Regions from separate parts of the Pan troglodytes genome. Here region 1 is linked to region 2. Evidence: chromatin contacts called from public HiChIP or PLAC-seq data. All regions are on one chromosome and are shown on one strand. Each heading gives the region's core, a stretch centred on a gene start, on an enhancer-like site or on the middle of the called end of the contact. The rest is flanking DNA. Distances are from core to core; before and after follow the strand shown.

Evidence for each region. HiChIP or PLAC-seq counts read pairs in DNA pulled down with a chosen protein or histone mark.
Region 1: a contact with region 2 is called in an H3K4me3 HiChIP or PLAC-seq map of stem cell-derived excitatory neurons, with 9 times the contacts expected there. The contact joins the promoter of METTL24 here to the promoter of AK9 in region 2. A contact is called at or near these places in 1 of 1 datasets of contacts at active chromatin or transcription factors (stem cell-derived excitatory neurons) and 1 of 1 other capture datasets (stem cell-derived neural stem cells).

What each region holds. Positions count from the first base shown.
Region 1 is chr5:122,274,792-122,278,614 of NHGRI_mPanTro3-v2.0_pri, reverse strand. It overlaps METTL24 (methyltransferase like 24), which reads left to right and starts at 1,656. Exons shown (of 7, transcript XM_016956145.3): 1 at 1,656-2,059. The coding sequence starts at 1,742.
Region 2 is chr5:121,604,190-121,607,796 of NHGRI_mPanTro3-v2.0_pri, reverse strand. It overlaps AK9 (adenylate kinase 9), which reads left to right and starts at 1,304. Exons shown (of 41, transcript XM_016956141.4): 1 at 1,304-1,427. FIG4 (FIG4 phosphoinositide 5-phosphatase) reads right to left here and starts at 2,154. Exons shown (of 24, transcript NM_001114624.2): 1 at 1,968-2,154; 2 at 1,073-1,212. The coding sequence starts at 2,154.

The DNA.
Region 1 (3,823 bases), core at 407-2,906, 670 kb before region 2:
GGAATCAATGCTTACTTTTTGTTTTTCATGACAACATCCAGGATTTTCTTCAATGCTAAATAACAAAATAATTACTATTGAGATCCTTCTGTGAGCCAGGTATTATTTGGGCATGAAACATATAATATTTTATGCAACATTTATAATCCTGCCATATATATAGATCTGTTTATTCATGGGAAAACGGAAACTCAGAGAAGTCCAGTACTTTGTTGAAAGTCTCATAGTGCTTGAACAGCAGGGTCCTGGTTCAAACACAGTTCAAGTAAATAGTCACAGGATGTGAGGCTGGCTCTCAGTTTGTGTAAGGAAAAACTCGTACTTGTTTAAATTTGTTAAAATAGAACCCATCTGCAATATCCCCTGGACTCATCTAAGAAAAAAGCAAAAGTCAATCCTAATGGAACGTTCAGGAGCCTGAAGATCTGGTGTGGCCAGGGGGTGGACTAGACTGGGTGGAGATATTTTGTTAAATGTAGAGAAACAGCCCAAGTGCTTTGTTCACTAGCAGGGAATAAATTGGGTCTTTCTTAAGCCAGGAAGGGAAGAGGATTTTAGAGACGAGGGCTCCCTACGGAAAATACCCAACATTCAAAAGGGCAGGGGGGTAGGGCCCCATATTTGTTCTCTCTTGTCCATGCTGTAGGCTGTTACGGGGGAAGAGGATAGGTCTGCAGGCGCAGTCTCCCATGGAAGCATGGAAAATGCAAGAGTAAAGCAAGGAAAAAAAGAAAAGTGATTACAGCTTAAAAAAATCTAAACCCAAACTCAAACCTAAAACCCAAACCCACCCCAAATGGGTTGTGGGAAAGGATTCTACTAACAATTGAAAATGGAACATCCACCACTGGACTTCAGGCTGTGAGAGTTCAGTCTGATTAATTAAGGTCAAGGTGGTGATGGAAATACCAGCTGGGGAGCATTTTGCCGAAAGATAAATTTGTCCCTCTGTATTTCTGCGAGACAGCAGGGAGGTGTGTGTTTGGAGCTAAATTAATTTGATTTACATCATGCCATGGTAACTTCTGTTCTCTCTCCCCCCTCCTCACCAACCCGCTGTCAGATGTCTTAGCTGGCTTTTTCCCTCTTCTTCTTCACCCCCACACATTTCATAACACGGAAAGAAAGCACGAATTGGCTTCAGGCAGAATTTAGACATAGAATAACTCTAATTTGATTATTCTGCATTGAGTGCTATTCTCTTCGCCCCCCAATCCCTTTCTTTCTTGAGAGAGAGAGAGAAGTTGTAAGCCCGGGCATAAGTGCTATTTATTTTTATATTGTGCTTAATGGTGCAAACTGCTTGACTGTTCCTTGTATGCTCACCTACCCTCCTCCTGTGTTTCTCCAACAACACTAATACCAGAAAATGAAGTTATGGCCCGGGATCCCGTTAGGAATGCGCTTTTTCTGGCCCTATGTCTTTCAGCTCCGTCAGGCTTTGGAGGCCGGGGCGGAGGGCACCTCTTGAGGGACCCTGCACAGCCGGGCCCTGGCACCTCCGGAGGGGCGGAGAGGGCCCCCTGTGACCGCGTTCGGCCCACCACCGTTCCAGCGGCGGTGCGCGCTCGGCAGGGCAGGATAAGGTTACGCTGGGGCTTCCTCGGTCGGGAGGGAGGGAGGCGGGTCCGAGCCCGCACCCCGGCCCGCGGGGGAGTTCCCACAGTTGGCCGCTCCGGCCTGTGGGGCTACATCCCTGCTGCCGGCCAGGCGCGGCCCGCGGGACCCCGAGTGTAGCGCCATGGCCCGGGAGAGGCCGCCCGGGAGGGGCTGCGGCGTCCTGCGCCGGTGTCTACTCGGGGCCGCGCTGTTGCTCGGCCTGCGGCTCTGCGCAGAGCTGCGGCGCGCCGGGCCCGGGTCCCCCACCCGCAGCGCCCCGCCGGGCCCGGCCTGGCGGCCACCTGGGCCGCACCTGCCGCCCGCGCCGGGCCAGCCGCGCGGCGCCAGCAGGAGGCAGGTGACCTACGTGCGCAGCGGTCGCCGGGCGCCGCCGGGGGGCGGCGGGAGCGGGACGCCGGAGCCTGGCTGCTGTGCCCCGCGCGGGCGCCCCCGCCGGAAGGTCAGTTGCAAAGCGGTCGGTCTTGGGCCTGGGACCAGAAGCCCCCTCCCGACCGCGCTACGGAGCCCGGCGCTCAGGTCCCGCAGGCCGCCTCGCTGGGACCTCCGGAGGCTTCCGCTTCTTCTCTTCCCCCTGTGCTCTCTTAGGCGGCTCCACGGGTCGCATCTTTCAGTGCCCAGATAGACTGAAGTGCGGCCAAGCGGAGTTCATTCACTATTCAGCCAGTACTTGGGCGTCGCCGTGGCCGGGCGCCCTTCTAGGCTCCGCGCATCCCGTGAAGAAGGACGGAGCCCTGTTCTCACGGAGGGTACACTTTAGTAGGGGAGTGTTTGCGTGATAGGCAGGGAAAGGGAAAGGAAGGCGTTGTGGCTGCCATTGATGTGCTGTGCTGCTCCCAGCCTTCTGCTTAAGGCCTGGACAGAGTTGGGTGGGTATCGCCGTGAATGGCCTATCCACGCCACTGCCTTCATCTCGCTGAAGATCCACCAGCTGGCCGAATTTCCCTGGAGTCTCATTCCAGGCGTTGGCTGGGGGCTGGGAGGCTGGCGCCAGCTGAGAAGCCGAGCACCCAGCCCCACTTAATGAGAAGTTAATTGGATCCTCGAGGACCCAAGTAATAACCTGGGTTTGTCTTATAACTCTCGACCGTGTTGTGCCTCCTACCTCATTAACTTCTTGGCTTACACCTCATTGATTAGTCCATTTTTAGCCTCTGATTGTTAAGGTTTTGGGCTCATCTCCTTTCTGGAGCTCGGTAATTTGCGTCGTACATGGAAATGAAAAGAACTACAGGTATGAGCTCTCCTCATCCTTTTACCCATCAACTCCTGCTTTCCAGCCTCAACCACGTTCTCCAAAGCAACTACTTTCCGTTGCCCGGCTGTTCCTCGTTTCTTTTAGACATCCACCCCAACCTCCACCCCGCTTCCCATCACCGGTCCTGGAGGGGAGGGAACAACTCTTCCTTTGCCTCGCTGCTGTCTTCGGCTGCCCAGTGCTAGCCTACTTTTCAGCACCACAACCCAGCACTCCTGCCGGGCTTCCCTTCCTCGCTTCCTTCGGGCCTCGCCCTCCGTCTTTCCACACCACTGCTGTTCCTTGCTGGGCCATCGTGCTAACTTCCTGGATAAACTGAAATACCTTTTTCTATCTCGCAAACCTCACCTCCTGTGTAAAGTCTTGATTAGCTCTTCCAGAAGAAAGCAGCCACTTCCTCTCCAAGTTCCTAATTCACTGTCCGTGATACCATGTTAAACATTCAGCACAGTTTTGCCAAGGGCTTACCAGGTAGGCATCTGGTGCTGGAGGCACAAAACAAGTTCAGATTCTCGTGGGGGAGGCTCTTAGCACAGGCATCCGGTGATTTCCAATCCTGTAATTGAGGCCTTCAGCTCTGCCTGGGGAGTCAAGAAAGGCTGCTCAAGGCGGGGGACATATTTGAGTTACAATGTGATGTTTCTTTCTTTTCTTTTCTTTCTTTTTTTTTTTTTTTATTTGAGCCAGAGTCTTGCTGTGTCGCCCAGGCTGGAGTACAGTGGCTTGATCTTGGCTCACTGCCACTTCCGCCTCCCGGGTTCAAGCGATTCTTCTGGCTCAGCCTACCGAGTAGCTGGGATTACAGGTGTGCACCACCACGCCGGGCTAATTTTTGTATTTTTAATAGAGATGGGGTTTCACCATGTTGGCCAGGCTGGTATCGAACTCCTGACCTCAAGTGACCCACCCGCCTCAATCCCCCAAAGTGCTGGAATTACAGGCGTGAGC
Region 2 (3,607 bases), core at 55-2,554:
GTATATTTGATAATTTCATTTTCTGCTCTAGATCTAATCAAAGTTGTCAGCAAAATTAATTTAAGGTCAACAATTCTCTACTCATGTTAACCTGAGGGAGAGGTTATTGTGCTATTAGGACTATGTTATAACTGAGAAACTGTTAAATGCCTTCTCATACTCCTCTAATGGAGACAACCCAAGTTTCAGAGAAACAATTTATAAAGCACTCTATAACATAGTGAAGAGCATTATGCAAATATCTGGCATATGCAATCTTGTTAGCATGAAATGGGTAATATTAAACACAGTCCCTAATATCACTGTGGCACCCCAATTTAGAAGAGCTATACTGTACCAACTTTGCTTTCCACCCACAGAAAGGACCAAGTATGAAGTTCTATAAACACCATTCCCCCTTAATTGAGGAACTGGTAATCGAAATACAAACTGATCTGCTTATTCACTATTTACATGGCCATTCAAAGTAATAAAATTTTAAAAGTAAATGTTATGTTGAAAAAAGTCAAGTGAAAAGCAAGATGTTATCCAAACAAATTAGCTGTCTTTAAACAAAGTAAGTTTTCCTTTCCTTTCAAATAAGAAAAAAAGAGAACCAAAAAGTTCAGCAATAGAAGTGTAATTCACATGAATCGCAGTGATGGTATACCATGGAATAGGAAAAAATAAGTTACAAGTCATAGTTCAAATTTTTTTCATACCCCTGCCTGTACTGTAACTTGTGAACTCTAGAACTTTAACAGACTTTCTGAAAGCTGAAAAGAATCCAGTAACTCGTACAGAGAACCTCATGAACAGTTCCTCAGGTACCACAAGCACCTGTTTCCAGCGTGTTCCAGCCATGGCTTGTAAGTGGACCTGCAAATGCTGCAATGTCCAGGGTACCAAAATAGGGTAAAGGCGCCCAGGCACAGCTCAAGGGAGCTAGCTTACCCCAAGGCTGTGTTTGACAGGGATTTGGGAACTGGAGAGGAAGGAGGAGGAGGCAGAGTACAGCCTCTGTCCTACGGCCCCACACCCACCGGCAGACATCCATCCTCCCGCCTGCGCCCTGCCGCGAGGGGGTACTCACAGCTCTAGTCTCATACAGAACCAGCTTCTGGACCGAGCTGATGATGGGGGCGGCGGCCGTGGGCATGGCGGCGGCAAATGGGGGCCCCACAACAGGGCACGAGCCACCGGACCGCCCCAGGAGACTCGGCGAGAAAACCCCTCAGGCCCTGGACATCAAGTCCAGCCAGGAACAACACCCATTAGGCACTAAACCTATAGATGATCAGGTGTTTCCGGATCCCTGCGCCCCGCCTCCAGGCAAGCCCCGCCCCTCACGGCGGGAGCGGGGCTGGAGGACGTATCATAGAGAGGTCGGGTAGAGGCTCCCGGGACCTGCGTGCTGCCGAGAGAGGAAGCGAAGGGCACCATCTTTGGTAAGGACTGGAGGAAAACATGGGCGGAGAAAAAGTCGACGGATTAATTGAGTCTATTTATCTCCTCCCTCTCTTTGGAAAAAAGCGGAAGGTTTGGGATTGGGTAGCTTCTTTTGAAAAGGGTTCTCCGAGTTGCAGGATAGATCCCTGTGTTTTCCCTGCCTGCTGCGGCCCATTTTCCTGGAAGCCGGCCCTCTGACGGTCCTTCACTGAGTGTCAGTTTTCCCCTCACCTCTAATCCATGTTGTACCTACGCTGTGTGGCCCAAGAAATTGTTTTAAAATCACCTAAAGCTGGAAAGTGTGGCTTTGCCACACGTTTGTGCCTGAGGCTAGCCACTTGAAGTTGTCGACAGAGACTAGCGCAGTGTGGCGGAGCCGCGCTTGAAAGGAGGTTTCTTCATTTCATGTGTGCGACATAAATGGGCATGCGCGTACCCTCTCTTCCATAGTTGTGAAAATGAGTGTATTATAATTATGAATGCCAAATTAGGTACAAAAGTGACTATTTCGAATTGGAAAAGAAATGACAAAGAACTACAGCCCCGCCTCCCGAGGCCCCGCCCCCCCCCGAGCAGAAGGTGCGCGGCGGCCAGAGGTCTCCCCGGCAACCGCCCGACAGCCCCGCGGAGTCCCTGGAGGCAGTTGCTTCCCTGAGGAGGGTCCGGCTGCGGCCAGGTAAGGAGCCTTCCGGCGGCCCGCTGGGTCGTGGTCCGCCCTGGAGGCATCTTGGTATCTGTTGCACGGAACCCCGCCTCCTGCGGGGACCCCCAGACCAGCTTCTTTTCTTGCAAAACGGTCTCTTTGTAAATCCACTTTTTAAAACCACGTCTCCTTTCAACGACTGAAGTATTTATTCCACAAATATTTACTGAACACCTACTGCAAGAGTATAAGTTGTAGGGGAGAGGCAGCTATCCTATCTTAGGCGGCAATTTTAGGTTTCCCAGGAAACCTCTAAACCTCAGAAACCTCTGCTAGAGGGCTTCTCAACTGCTAAGTGTAAGGAAACTTTAAAAAAAATTTATAGAATTATAGCATACCCAGATAACATTCATGTAATACCAAAGATCATATTGTAAATTAAAATTTGAGAAATTACAAAAATTTTAAAGAAATACTTAAGTCTATGTTATTTTGCGCTTCTTTCCCCCTGTAGTTTGGTACTCCTTTTATTAAGAACTAGAAAGATGGCCGTGTCCGTTCTGGCATTTTGGACTTGGAGCTTTTAACTGGGAAAAATAGTTAGCTGTGTTCTGTTTCATAATGAAACGAACTCTTCTGAATATTAGTTAAATGTTTGCACAGTGTTTTTATCTAGGATAGCAACTCTTAAAATACCTGAAGGATTCTAGTTTTCAATTATTATAGTTTAGCACTTCCATTTTAACTTTATCTTAGTTTCTTTCACCCGGAATCAGATCCTAAGACAAAACTTTGAGGGCAGGTTGTTTATATGAGACGTAATCCCAGGAAACAGCAGCAGGGAGGGGAAGAAAACTAATAAAGGAAATATTACCAAAGAAATTTCTTTGTGGGCTGAATTCACTAGGGAATACTGGGAGGCATGTCTCAGTTATCCCCTCTTGAGGGGCAAGGAAGCTGGAGTATTTATTCGCCAACTTCCATCAGTTATTGGATGAAGCCTGATAGGGCAGAACATTGATGCCCTAGAACTTCCAGTCTACCCTGTGTTCAGGGAGAATAGGTTCTGGCAGCCAGAGAAAGCCCTTAGGCAAAAAGTCACACATGCTAACATTTTGGAAGTTGGGCTGGTCGTGCATAGAAAAGGTGTATGTCAAGTGGATATGGGGAAGGCACTAATAGCAGCTGCTACATTCCACCCTTTGCAGCACTCGTATCCATTCTTCCTCCACATCATGTTCACACCATGCCACCCTAATTCTTTAAGGTAGTGGCTAGTCTCAATTTTTAAAAGAAAAGGACTTACAAAAAAAAAAAAGATTAATGGGACAAGCTGCAGAATCCACTACTGCAATTAATCTGAGGTCTGTAATTGAGCATCTCCTTCCTCTAACATCATTCTAGATTTTCCTTACTCTTGGCCAACACTTCTGCTGGTCTGTGTTTGCCCAGCAGGATAACAAGCTTTCATCCCTGAGGAGCATAAGCCCTTGGTTACTGTGTCATTGTAAGGTTTTGGTTGCTGCAATTACCCAT